Linked DNA regions of Sus scrofa: region 1 is linked to region 2. Evidence: chromatin contacts called from public Hi-C data. All regions are on one chromosome and are shown on one strand. Each heading gives the region's core, a stretch centred on a gene start, on an enhancer-like site or on the middle of the called end of the contact. The rest is flanking DNA. Distances are from core to core; before and after follow the strand shown.

Region 1 (6,372 bases), core at 3,382-5,881, 130 kb before region 2:
AAACAAAAAAACAAAAAACCCGCAAAAAACCCAAAACCAAAAAGCAGCATAAGCTTTTGGAACTTCATGAAATTGTGTATCTTGGTCAAATTGCTTGCCCTAAAAGAAGTCCAGAAATATTAAATACTTCCCTTAAGATCTCTTAGTATGTTTCAGTTTCTGATGTTATTGGTGTTCTATTCTAACTCCTACTCCAACATTCGTATCTTTAGTAAGATATCTAATATAAAAGTAATGAGAACTATTTGTGGAGTATTCATGATCATTAATGAAGAGACTGATGAAGGCAAATAATTATCAGTTGTCAGAATGCACTTTTCTGTAAACTTTCTAAGATATTGATAAATTTATTGATGTTATGCATTTTTTATCAATAAATATTTATTTAGATCCATCTTAGCAGAAGTTTCAGTCATGTTGTAGAATGTATTTACATCATGCTTGTAAATGACTAAAGAATATCATTAGTCATTGCTATGACTACCATATTTTATAATTTTGGGTAATTTGTCAGTCGATGGACATTTTGGTTGATTCCACTTTTTGACTATTGTAAATAATGCTGCTGTGAACATTTAATGTGTATATATATATATATATGTGTGTGTGTGTGTGTCTTTTTTGGGCTGCACCTGTGGCATATGGAAGTTCCCAGGCTAGGGGTCAAATTAGAGCTGCAGCTGTAGGCCTGCGCAACAGCTACAGCAACGTGGGATCCAAGCCACAGCAACGTGGGATCTAAGCCACAGCTCCCGGCAATGTCGGATCCTTTACCCACTGAGTGGGGCCTGGGATCAAACCCGCATCCGGCATCCTCATGATTACTAGTTGGGTTCATTACCTTGCAACGGGAGCTCCAACCACATGTTTTAAATTGTTGGGTATATACCTAAGAATGGAATTGCTAGATTGTATGTTAACTCTATATTTAACCTTTTGAGGAACTACTAAAGCAGCTGCACCATTTTACATTCCTTCATGCAATGTATGAGGATTCCAATTTCTTTATATGCTTGTTAGCATTTGATACTGTTTTTGATTTTAGCCATCTTACTGGGTATGAAGTGTTATTTCATGTGGTTTTGATTTGTATTTCCGTAATAACTAGTAGTATCAAGCATCTTTTCATGCTCAATTTTGGCTATTTGTGTATATTCTTTGGCCCATTTTTAAAATTGGATTGTCTTTTTATCCTTGGTTGTTGTTGAGTTGTAAGAGTTCTTTATATATTCTGGATGCTAGGCCCTTATCTGATTTATGATTTGCAAATATTTTCTTTCGTTTTGCGGATTGCCTTTTCACATTCTTGATGGTGTCCTTTGAAGCAGAAAATGTTTTAATTTTAATGATGTCTAGTTTATGTCTTTTATTTTGTTGCATTAGGAAACTCCTGTTTGCTCTAAGATTGCAAAGATTTACTTCTTTGTTTTCTTCCAAGAGTTTTGTAGTTTTAGGTCTTTTTTCCATTTTTTTTCTTTTATTGAAGTATAGTTGATTTACAATGTTGTGTTAATTTCTGCTATACAGTGAAGTAATTCAGTTATACTTAAGCACATATCCTTTCTTTTTCAGATTCTTTTCCCATATAGGTTATCAGAGAATATTGAGTAGAGTTCTTTGTGCTAGACAGCAGGTCCCAATTTTAGGTCTCATATTTAGGTCTGATAGTGTTTTTTTTTTTTTTTTTTTTAAAGTAAAGGGACATGTGATAAAGTTCCAGCCTTTTAGGATTTTTAGTAATTTGACTAAATTAAAAATACACAGTGAGAAAAGATAACTAAGTGAGGGAGTTCCTGCAGTGGCTCAGTGGGTTATGAACCCTACTAGTATCCATGAGGATGAGAGTTCGACCCCTGGCCTCTCTCAGTGGGTTAAGGATCCAGTGTTGCCCTGAGCTCTGGTGTAGGCTGGCAGCTGTAGCTCTGATTCGACACCTAGCCTGGGAGTGTCCACATGCCAAAGGTGTGGCCCTGAAAAGCAAAAAAAAAAAAAGAAAAAAAAAAAAGAAAAGAAAAGACACCTGCCTGTGGCTTAGCACTCAGCCAAAAGCAGCTGTTGCTCTGATTTCCATTATTGTTCCCTTTGTAAAGAAAGTGCATATGTGTGCTATAACTAGGATTAAAAAAAAAATAACTAAGTGAAAAAAATAATAAGCTCAGAGTTCTGGAGGTGTTTGGGCAAGATAAATTCTAAATGTGTAGAAAGTTTTTTATTTTTTTTAAATATATATACTTTGGGAAGAACTGGAAAGGATTAGAGTGTGAAAAAAAGAAATCTGTAAAAATGGAGAGTGATGTTTCCTTATGAGTTGTGAGGAATAAAGGAGATGATTCTTTTATGCTATAATAATATATGTATTAATCCTACCATTAATTTTTTTTTACTGCTGTTAATTTTTTAATGGGAAATTTTGATGATCGTTGGCTCTTCAATATCTCTATTTCTAGAGTGTCATGAAGTCCTTAACAAATTGTTTCAAACATATCAAAAATCCATATAGCTCCTATGATCACTATGTATTCACTCTCTACATCAGAAGTGAGTAAATTTTTTTTTCTGTAAAGGGCCAGATAGTTTCTATACTTCTCTAACAGGCCAGTAAATATTTTAGGCTTTGGAGGCCATGTGGTCTCTGTTAAAAGTACTCGATTCTGTAGTTGTAGAGAAAAAGCAGCTATAGATAACAGGTTAATGAATGGGCAGGGCAATGTTCCAGTAAAAGTTATTTACAAAAACAGGCTCAGCTGGATTTGGCTTGGACTATAGTTTACCATTCCTGGATCCAGGTTAGTGGTTAACAGATGCTTTCTCTATAAATGTGTGTATATGTATATGAAATATATATATATATATATTTTTTTTTTCTGAACCACTTGAAAGTAAGTTGCAATCGTCGTGGCACTATACCTTTTAATATTTTAGCATGCATCTCCTAAAAATAAACATGTTCTCGGAGTTCCCGTTGTGGCGCAGCGGAAATAAATCCGACTAGGAACCGTGAGGTTGTAGGTTCGATCCCTGGCCTCGCTCAGTGGGTTAAGGGTCTGGTGTTGCCATGAACTGTGGTGTAGGTCGCAGACATGGCTCAGGTCTTGGGTGGCTGTGGCTGTGACATAGGCTGGCAGCTGTAGTTCCGATCCGACCCCTAGCCTGGGAACCTCTGTATGCCATGAGTGCAGCCCTAAAAAGCAAAAAAACAAAAAAAAAAAACAAACAAAAAAAAATTCTCTTGTGTAACCATAATACCATAATTACAGCTAAGAACAATGTAATTTTGTTCTTTTTAATAGAATGGAGATTGTATAATATAGTACAGAAATTATGAAAATCCTTAGATTTGCTCCTCAGCCATTGCAGCCTATTGAACTCTTTGTCTTGGTCCCTCTTTATCTTTTTCTTTTTTCTTTTTTTCTTTTTTTTTTATTTTCCCACTGTACAGCAAGGGGATCAAGTTATCCTTACATGTATACATTACAATTACATTTTTTTCCCCCTCCCTTTGTTCTGTTGCAACATGAGTATCTAGACATAGTTCTCAATGCTACTCATCAGGATCTCCTTGTAAATCTATTCTAAGTTGTGTCCGATAAGCCCAAGCTCCCGATCCCTCCCACTCCCTCCCTCTCCCATCAGGCAGCCACAAGTCTTTTCTCCAAGTCCATGATTTTCTTTTCTGAGGAGATGTTCATTTGTGCTGGATATTAGATTCCAGTTATAAGTGATATCATACGGTATTTGTCTTTGTCTTTCTGGCTCATTTCTATCTTTTTCTTAATTTATTTCTTTAGGTAGAAATCTGTGTTGGGTAACCCTGTTTGCTGGTTTCATTTGGCCCAAGTACACAATCAGATGAAAGGAATATTTTAATTGTTTTTATGTGTTTGGTTTGTATTTTTAAAAATCTGGGTTTTGTTTCTGTATTTTATGTGATTTGAAAGAGAGAATTTTGTGTAATTTATAATCAGAAGACAAGACTTCATTAAGTTACATATAATCTCTGTAATTTTCATTTGGTTGTTTGTACTTGTTTACACCGAAGAAACTGAAGGAAGGTGAAACCAATAATGTGCTTTGAAAAAGTGGCTAGTTTTTGGATTTTCATGCTAAAAGAAGGAGGGAAAGTAATATAAATATTTGTGTTATTGTCAAATTTAACTTTATTGTGCTTTTATGTGACAAGAATTTATAACACTTCAGATAAAGCTGGACCACTCTGAGAAGTTGTGCTGCAAATTTATCCAGGTCCTTGCCCTACTTTTCTCTTCAGTCCCCTACCCAAATTTAGCACACTGCATTGTGCTGCTTCCCATATCATCTCTTAGGCTGTGGATGCAAAGGGCTGTCTACAGCAATTTCTGCCTGGCTGGAAGGAAAGAATTTAATGTGTTGGTACAACTGTGGGTCTGTAGGCTAGTTAGGAATAATGGGCTGCAAGATGGAATAAATAAGACTTCTTCTTAGATTAATGACATAACTATTAGTGGAGGCAGATTAATTATTAGGAACAGACTCAAGATTATTGTTACATCTCTGTATTCTATGAAGAAACAACAGCAAGTAATTCAGGATGGCTAGAATAAGTACATGGGATGGAGGTTGGAAATATATTTGAGAAGGCAGAGCCTGATCATTGTGTGCCTGCCTGGCTAAAGAATTCGGCCTTTAACCTGATAGAGAATTGGGGTAATAGATTCCAAATGGAGTAGATTCCAATAGTTTCCCAAATGGAAATAGTAAATTTTTTTTTCTGATTGTAAAAGGAGCACATGCTTGTTATAAAATGCACACGGGCAACACCAAAAAATGTTGACATTCTCTAGAGATAACCACTGCTAATAGTTGATTGTGTAACCTTGTAGAAAGGAATGTCATGATCGGTTTTGCAGCAGTGTGGAGGATGGAGAGGACAAGAGAGGCAGGAGAGTGGAACAGGAGACTCTTAGGGAGTTCCTGGTGAGAAATGAGGAGAACTTGTTCTTAGTGACAGCTATGGAGATGGGAGAGGGGCAGGGCTGGGGGAAGGTCACAGGCATTTAGGAGGTAGGTGAGATTCAGTGACCAGCTGGATGAGTGGGTGAAGGACACCCCAGAAAAGTGTCCGGGAAGGTCGCTGAGTGGAATGCCCAGAACCTGGGTCCAAATTGTGAGGTCATTGAGGTGGCGTAAAAGGAAAAAATAGCAGTTTTACCAACTGCATAATTCCAGAGTGGAAACTGTATCCTTTGTTCTAATTTTCTTCTGGTTTTTCCAGGCTGATTTAGAGAGGGAGTGTAAAAGTAAGAATTCAATTCTGTTTTGATAGATAAGAGCTGTTAAATCTATGTCCTTTTCTTTGCTAATTATGTTTCTCTCTTGAATTAGTTGAGGATAGCAAGTTCTTTTAAGGAGTTGCTTCTGTTTTGGTGTATAACTATAGCATTAGCTTTTATAGTTCACAAATTTCCTGTTAGAATCTTTAATTTTTTTATTATTTAAAAATTAAAAAATTTTTTTTTCATTTTTGGCCACCCTGCGGTATATGGAGTTCCCTGGCCAGGGATCAGATCTCTGAGTTGCAGTTGTGACCTATGCCATAGCTGCAGGCAACACCAGGTCCTTAACTCACTGTGCCAGGCTGGGGATCGAACCTGTGTCTCTGTGCTCCAGAGATGCTCCTGATCCCATTGTGCCACAGCAGGAATGCCAGAATCTTTAAATTTTTATTCTGAAGAATTGGGATCGGAGTGCAGTGCGAGAGGCACTTGGGCAAGTTGTTGGGAGAGATTCTTTGACCCTGAATCAAGCATTGTTTTGGTGTCTAGTAGTACCTTGCTTTCACCAGGTTCTGCTATGTTCCATTGAGAACAGGCCTATGGAATTCAGTGTGAAACCTCTTTTCTGTGTTGTATAAAAATATGCATAACAGTGCAGTGTTGGCATGGACTCTTGAGTTCTGGGACACAGTGAAGGATCCTCTCTCTCCAGGTAACTAAAAGATGATTGATTGGTAATGCCTGGAAGTTGTGGAACTAAGCATTTGTTCCTGGATGAGAAAGACTTAAGTTTCTGATGCCAAACTCTGCTTTCAGGTAGTATTAAACATGAACTTTCCTATGCTTAAAATTTTCTCAATTTAAAAATATCCCCAGGAGTTCCTGTCATGGTGTGGTGGAAATGAATCCAACTAGGAACCATGAGGGTGTGGGTTAGATCCCTGGCCTCGCTCAGTGGGTTAAGGATCTGGCGTTGCCATGAGCCGTGGTGTAGGTCACAGACATGGCTTGCATCCTGTGTTGCTGTGGCTGGCAGCTGTAGTGCCTATTGGACCCCTAGCCTGGGAATCTCCATATGCTGGGGGTGTGGCCCTAAAAAGCAAAAAAAAAAAAAAAAAAA
Region 2 (6,843 bases), core at 4,200-6,699:
GCTCTTCATTTATTTAGGACTTCTTAATGTCATTTAAGATAAAGTTTCAAGGTGTTCTGTATAAAAACCCTATACATCCTTTGATATATTTATTCCTAGGTACCTGATACTTATTTTTTTTTTTTTATTGTTGATGCTATGGAAGTGCTGCCTTGGAAAATTATATTTTCTAGCTTTTCTTTTCTTTTCTTTTTTTTTTTTTTGCTGGTATATAGAAATACAGTTGACTTGTTTATATTGTTTAAGTAGCCAGAAACCTACTAAACTCTCTTACTGTTGCTAAAATTTGTCAGTAAATATTTTGGGCTTTCTATGCAGATAATTATATCATCTGAAAATAAAAATAGTTTTGTTTCTGCCTTTCTAATGCATATGCCTTTAATATTGTTTTAGAGCACCAAACTTATAGTACAGTGTTGTTTTTAGATGGTAATAATGGGGCGTTATTCTTGATTTTAAGGGGAATGATTCTAATGTTTCCTTCTTAGTTTTTGATACATACCTATTATCAGGTTAAGGAAGTCTTTTGTAGTCTAACTTGCTGTGAGTTTTTATCATGACGGGGTATTAAATTTTATCAGCTGCTTTTTTAGCTTCTATAAAGATAATTATATCATATTTCTTCTTTAATATGTTAATGTAGTGTTGTACTTATATAGATTTTCTTATATTAAGCCATTCTGGAATGCCTGTTTCTGGACTTGGCTTAATGCTATTTTGTTTAGTATTTTTGCATTTGTACTTATGAATGGGGTTGGCTTGAAGTTTTTCGTTCTTATACTTTGTCTAGGTTTGCTACCAAGGTTATACTGGCTTTCTAGAATATGTTGGGAGTATGTCCTCTTTTTATATTCTCTAAATGTTTGAATAAAATTGAAACGATCTTTCATTGAAAATTTGGAGAAGTTGTCTCTTTGATCATCAGTTTTCTTAGTAGGCAGATTTTTACAGTTTCAATTTATTTAGCACTTTTGGGTTTCTGCAGGTTTTCTAATTCATTTGAGTCAATTAGTACATTTTCTTGATTTTGCCTATTTTGTATACATTATTATTTATTATTTATTTATTTAGGCCACACCTGTGGCATATGGAAGTTCCTGGGCTGGGGATCAAATTCAGACCATAGCTGCAACCTATGCCACAGCTGTGGCAATGCCACTGGATCCTTAGCCCACTGTGCCAGGCCGCAGAGCAAACCCACGCACCAGCATCAATCTGAGCTGCCTCAGAGATAGCACTAGATCCCTAAGTCCCTGTGCCACAGCAGGAACTCCCACATATTTAAATTAATGGATATAAAGTTCTTCAAAGGGTTCCTTCTAACCTCCATGGAATCCACAGTTATGTTCCTTTTTGTAATTTCTAATACTGTCTATTTGCCCCATCTCTCCTTTTCTTGTAGTTGTCTTAAAGGCTTCATAAATCCTCTCTAATTCATAGATTATTGCCCTTTCTAAAAAAAAAGTTTTATTGAAGTATAGTTGATTTACAAGGTTGGGATAATTTTTGCTGTACAACAAAGTAACTTAGTCATACATATATAAATATCTATTGTTTTTTAGATTCTTTCCCACATAGATTACCACAGAATACTGGCTAGAGTTCTCTGTGCTATACAGCAGGTCCCTATTGACCAATCATTCCATATACCTCAGTATGCATATGCCAACCCCAAATCCCCATTCCATCCCTCCCACCCCCCAAACTTGTCCCATTTGGTAACCCTAAGTTTTTAAAGTCTTTGAGTCTGTTTCTGTTCTGTAAATAAGTTCATTTGTATCCTTTTAAAAATATTCCATATGTAAGTGATATCATATGATTTTGTCTTTCACTAACTTCATTTAGTATGATAGTTTCTAGGTCCATCCATGTTGTTGCTAATGGCATTATTTCATTCTTTTTTATTGCTGAGTAATATTCCATTGTGTGTGTGTGTCTGTGTGTGTGTGTATACCACATCTTCTTTATTCCTACCCTTAATTTTATCTTTTTACTTCTGCTTTCTTTTGGTTTAGTCTATTGAGGTTTTTTTTTAACCTCTTAACTTAGGCACATAATTATTTTCAGCCTTTCTTCCTAACATAAATGTTTAAGGCTATAAATTTCCCTTGTAAGTACTGCATTAGCTCCATAGGTTTTGATAGGTTGTATTTTCATTATTTCACTTCTGAGTATTTAAATTTTTCTTCATACTTTCTCCTTTACTTCTGAATAATTCAAAGTATTTTTACATTTCCAAATATATGGAGTTTTAAATTTATACTTTTGCAGTTGACTTTTATTTTAATTGTATTTTGATCATAGAACATAATCTGTTTGAAAATAAGGCCTTGCAGTTTCTTGAGACCTGCTTGAACACAACAACATTTGTAGATGCTCCATGTATACTTGAAAAAAAAATGTGTATTCTCCAGTTATTGGGTAAAAGTTGTATAGATGTCTGCTAGATCAGCTTGTTAATTGTGTTCTTTGGGTGGTCTACATCTTAATCTTTTGTCTGCGTGACATATCAATAATTGAGAAAAGTTGGAGTTCCCATTGTGGATCAGCAGTAACAAACCCACTTGATATCCATGAGGATGCAGGTTTGATCCCTGGCCTCACTCAGTGGGTTAGGATCTGGAGTTGCCATGAGCTGTGATGTAGATCACAGATGAGGCTCAGATCCTGCATTACTGTGACTGTGGTGTAGGCACGCAGCTGCAGCTCCGATTCAACCCCTAGCCTGGGAACTTCCGTATGTTGCAGGTGTGGCCCTAAAGAAAAAAAGAAGTCTGTTAACATTGGTCTTTTCCCTCCCTGAAATTATATCAAATACACACACACACACACATACACACACACACACACTCACACACATCAAGTACATAGCAAGTTTTTAGGTGTGTTCCCTCTTCCTGATAAATTTAACCTCTGTCATTTAGTGACCATCTCCACTCCTAATAATGCTTTTGTCTTAAAAGATATTTTGTCTACACAACTATAGTTGCTTCTTTTAGCAGTTTGCCTTATGTATCTTTTAATAGCCTTTTATTTTTGGCTTTTATGGTCCTTCTGCTTAGGTGGATCTCTCGTAAGTAGTATATGAATGGATTTTGTTTTTAAGCCAATATGGAAATGATTTGCTTTTAGCAGGAAAATATATGTTTTTAGTCCTTAGGCCTAAGTTAGGAAGTTTTTCCTTCAGGAAGGGTTTCCTTTTGCTTCTGCTGGTTTACTTTAGTCCCCTTGAGTTTCTTGGCTGATTGTCGGGTAATAGGCTCAGATCCCTCACCTTGCTGGTGGCTCAAGGCTCAGCGTTCCCGCTGAAGTGTGTTATTGACATCTGCCCTCAGGCCCATCCTGCCTATCCTTCCTTCTTCAGCCATTATTTGGGGTGGAGCCAGGGGTTGTTGTAGATCTCTTCTCTCTCTTATGAGATCAAGGATCCTTCAGAAATATTTCTTAGGCAGCATGTGGTTGTTCCATAATGGCAAGGTGTTGGAGCACCTGCTTAGTCATAATACCAGATGTGGAACTCTCATGTTTATTTTTTTCTGCAGTACTTATCAGTATCTGACATACTGCATGTTTGGTATTACTTCAGTAATAGTATACTATATACTTGGTATTTATTACGTTTCTTTTCCCTCTAGAATGTGAGCTCCACGAGGGCAAGGATTTTGCCTGTTTTTGTTTACTACTATATTTCTAGCATCTAAATCACTGCCAGATGCTCAATCAATATTTGAATGGATGACTGGGAACAGTAGAAAAGGTGATGCCAAAAAGCAATGCCAAGTCTTGAACTTTTACCTTGAAATGCCCTTATATGTTCCTCCATGACCATTATCACAAATTAGAGTCCCCTTACTTTTTCCTGGACTCTTGTAGCCCACTTCCAACTGGTCTGTTTACTGGGTGGTCCATCTGTCCTATCCAGTTCATCCTTCACAAGGCTACCAGAGTTTTCCCCTAAGTATGGATCTGATTATCTCACTGTCTTGTCTCAGTTTAGCCTACAGAATACATTGTTGTTTCTTTAGTGTGATATTTTATTCCCAACATAGTTCCTAACATTATTTCTACACAGAGCATTCTATGCTCTAGTCATATGAAATTACTTGAAGGCTCTCCCAATACGCCATGTCTGTGGGGGAGGGGGGTTGTAACAATGCTCTTACATTTTGGGTTCTCTGAGCCTGAAAAGTCATTCTTTTGTTTATGCTTATCAAAATCTTAGTCATTCTTGGAGCTCCCATTGTGGCGCAGTGGAAATGAATCCGACTAGGAACCATGAGGTTGCAGGTTCGCTCTCTGGCCTCACTCAGTGGGTTAAGGATCCAGTGTTGCTGTGAGCTGTGGTGTAAGTCACAGACGTGGCTTGGATCTGGCATTGCTGTGGTTGTGGCGTAGGCCGGCTCCAATTAGATCCCTAGCCTGGGAACTTCCATATGCTGCGGGTGCGGCCTTAAAAAAAGACAAAAAGACAAAATCTTAGTCTTAAATTCATCTCCTTCCTAAAGATTATCCTAATATTCACTGAGACTCATCTTTTCCCAGCTGTTTATTTTGCTGTTTTGGTATTCTATTAAGCTATCTGTCTGTCTTTCCCTCCTAAATATTAAGTTCCTTGAAGTCAAGGGCTACATGTTTTTCCTGAAAGTGTGTACAGTGGCTTAAGAATAATGGATCTTTGAAAAATAGTTTTCAAACTTGAATTTTAAGTTTGGTTTTTGTCTGATGCTATTTTCGTTTATCTGCTATAGCAAACTGATCTTGTGTCCTTTCTTCAATTATCACACTCCAGTGACAATAACTTTCAAATCTAAATCTTCCTATTTCCACCCTCCTGGCTAGTGTGACTAGGGCCTTTCACATTACTCAAACTCAATGTGTCATTGCCTTCTCTTGTTGTTGTCCCTCCCAAATCAGTAACTCTCATAACTTCTCTATCAGAAGGGCACCATTCTTCCAGTCACATAAACTCAAGCCCTTAGTGAAATCTTTATCATCCTTTGTCTTAATCTTCTGCCTTCAACTAGTAGTCCTGTTAATTTCTGCTTTAAAATGTTATTCAGCTTGGAGTTCCCACCGTGGCTCATTGGTTAACGAACCCGACTAGTAACCATGAGGTTTCGGGTTTGATACCTGGCCTTGCTCAATGGGTTAAGGATCCGGCATTGCCATGAACTGTGGTGTAGGTTGCAGACATGGCTTGGATCCTGTGTTGCTGTGGCGGTGGTGCAGGCCTGGTGGCTACAGCTCCAATTGGACTCCTGGTCTGGGAACCTTCATATGCTGTGGTTGCGGCCCAAGAAAAAGATAAAAAGACAAAAAAAAAAAAAAAATGTTACTCAGCTCCATTAACTTCCTCTCCATTTCAGCTGAGAAGTCCTCAGATGAAGCCCTGAAGCCCTTATTACCTCACATCCCAGTTCTGGTACCTCCCCCTTTCCTATAATCTCACCGCCTGTAATATAAAGGTCAGATTGCTTCACCTGGCATTTAAGACCGCAGGGTCTAAGTTCACTGTACTATCTCCAGCGTGAGCCCTCTGCTTTCTGTCAAGTCAGTCTTACTCTCTGCTACGCTTACCTCATTCATAGCCCTTGTGCTTCTGCTCTGCCATGCTAGCTTGGGTTCATTTTTCAGGATCTGGATAATGGCCATACCTGCTGCCCCCCATCTCCAGTAAACATTTCCCTTAACAATGGAAACTAGTTCATCACTTCCTCCTTTGAACTTTTTTTTTTCTTAGTTATCGTTTTCATTGAATCTTAAAAAAGAGCTGGCAAATTGAAAGAGATCTTAAGAGTAATCTAGTTTAACCTCTAACCCAAGACCTCAGTCCTCTCCATAACTCATAATTAGCTTTCATTTCTAGTATTATACAAAGATTCTAACATTTCTACTTGTACAGTGAGCATCTGGAGGCTAGGAACTTGGTTTACTATGCTTTTATTTTTCCTCTTAATTCTGAGTATGGTTAGCGTGGTTCTTTGTCCCTAGAAGACACCACCAAGGATATACTCGTTGATTGAATAAATGAATCATGATTTTTTTTCTGTAAAGAGTTTACAGAGGAGATTTACTTGGGCAAAAGCCTATTTCCACAGTTTCTCTGTTCCCAAATGTCTACAAATAAGGATGGCTTAAAAGATGGTGGATACATTTGCAGCCTACTCCTTTCTTCATATAGCTGTGTATTAGCCTTGGTTTTAATTTTCCTACATCTTGAAATTATATTTGGAATTTCTCACTTTTGCATGAACTATAGCTGAAAATGTGTATGCATTTTAATGGAGTCTGCTGAATGTTGATCATGTTTTCCTACTGTAGTTTAGAAATATTTAGCAAGGAATATACCATTTGATTCATCTAAATGAAGGTAATTATGTTGTAGTTTGAAATTTTATATAAAATTTTTCAACCACAAAAGCCCTTTGTTGTGGGTGGCAATAGGACCGCTTATAATTTATGCAGGTTTAAAAATTATTAGTACTCATTACTTCTGTGGGGTAAATAGAAATGATAGCTTTAATTCCTTTGTGATTATTTGTATGATATAATTTTGAAAATAAAATGTTTCTATAGCAAAGATGTTTTTGGAAAGTTAGTGCTAACTTCAAGTATGTCAAATGCTTTAACTATGTAGAGGGTATTTGATATTCAATTATAGTTTTGATGAAAATCCAAAAGTGATATTTTCATAAGAACTTTTTTCCATTTTAGAGCATGTCAAAAGAATAAATATAGTAATTTGAATGCTCTATTTTTATTTCTAGAAACCAGCAAATATCCTAGTAATGGGAGAAGGTCCTGAGAGGGGGAGAGTCAAAATAGGTAGGTAATTATTTCTAA

The links. A called contact is a pair of places that touch in the nucleus more often than the background predicts.
Region 1: a contact with region 2 is called in a Hi-C map of liver, with 2.6 times the contacts expected there. The contact joins two enhancer-like sites. A contact is called at or near these places in 2 of 47 Hi-C or Micro-C datasets (epiblast stem cells and liver).

The regions. Positions count from the first base shown.
Region 1 is chr1:76,756,775-76,763,146 of Sscrofa11.1, reverse strand. All of the region lies in intron 1 of CDK19 (cyclin-dependent kinase 19), which reads left to right. Among named protein-coding and RNA genes, the nearest start is that of CDK19, 34 kb to the left of the region's middle. Within about 2 kb of position 4,631, at least 3 of the 83 cell types and tissues checked have an H3K27ac peak or open chromatin away from gene starts, as enhancers often do. A contact at or near this core is called in liver, where this site is marked.
Region 2 is chr1:76,625,012-76,631,854 of Sscrofa11.1, reverse strand. It overlaps CDK19 (cyclin-dependent kinase 19), which reads left to right. Exons shown (of 12, transcript XM_021091172.1): 5 at 6,768-6,825. Among named protein-coding and RNA genes, the nearest start is that of SLC22A16, 160 kb to the right of the region's middle. Within about 2 kb of position 5,449, at least 4 of the 83 cell types and tissues checked have an H3K27ac peak or open chromatin away from gene starts, as enhancers often do. A contact at or near this core is called in liver, where this site is marked.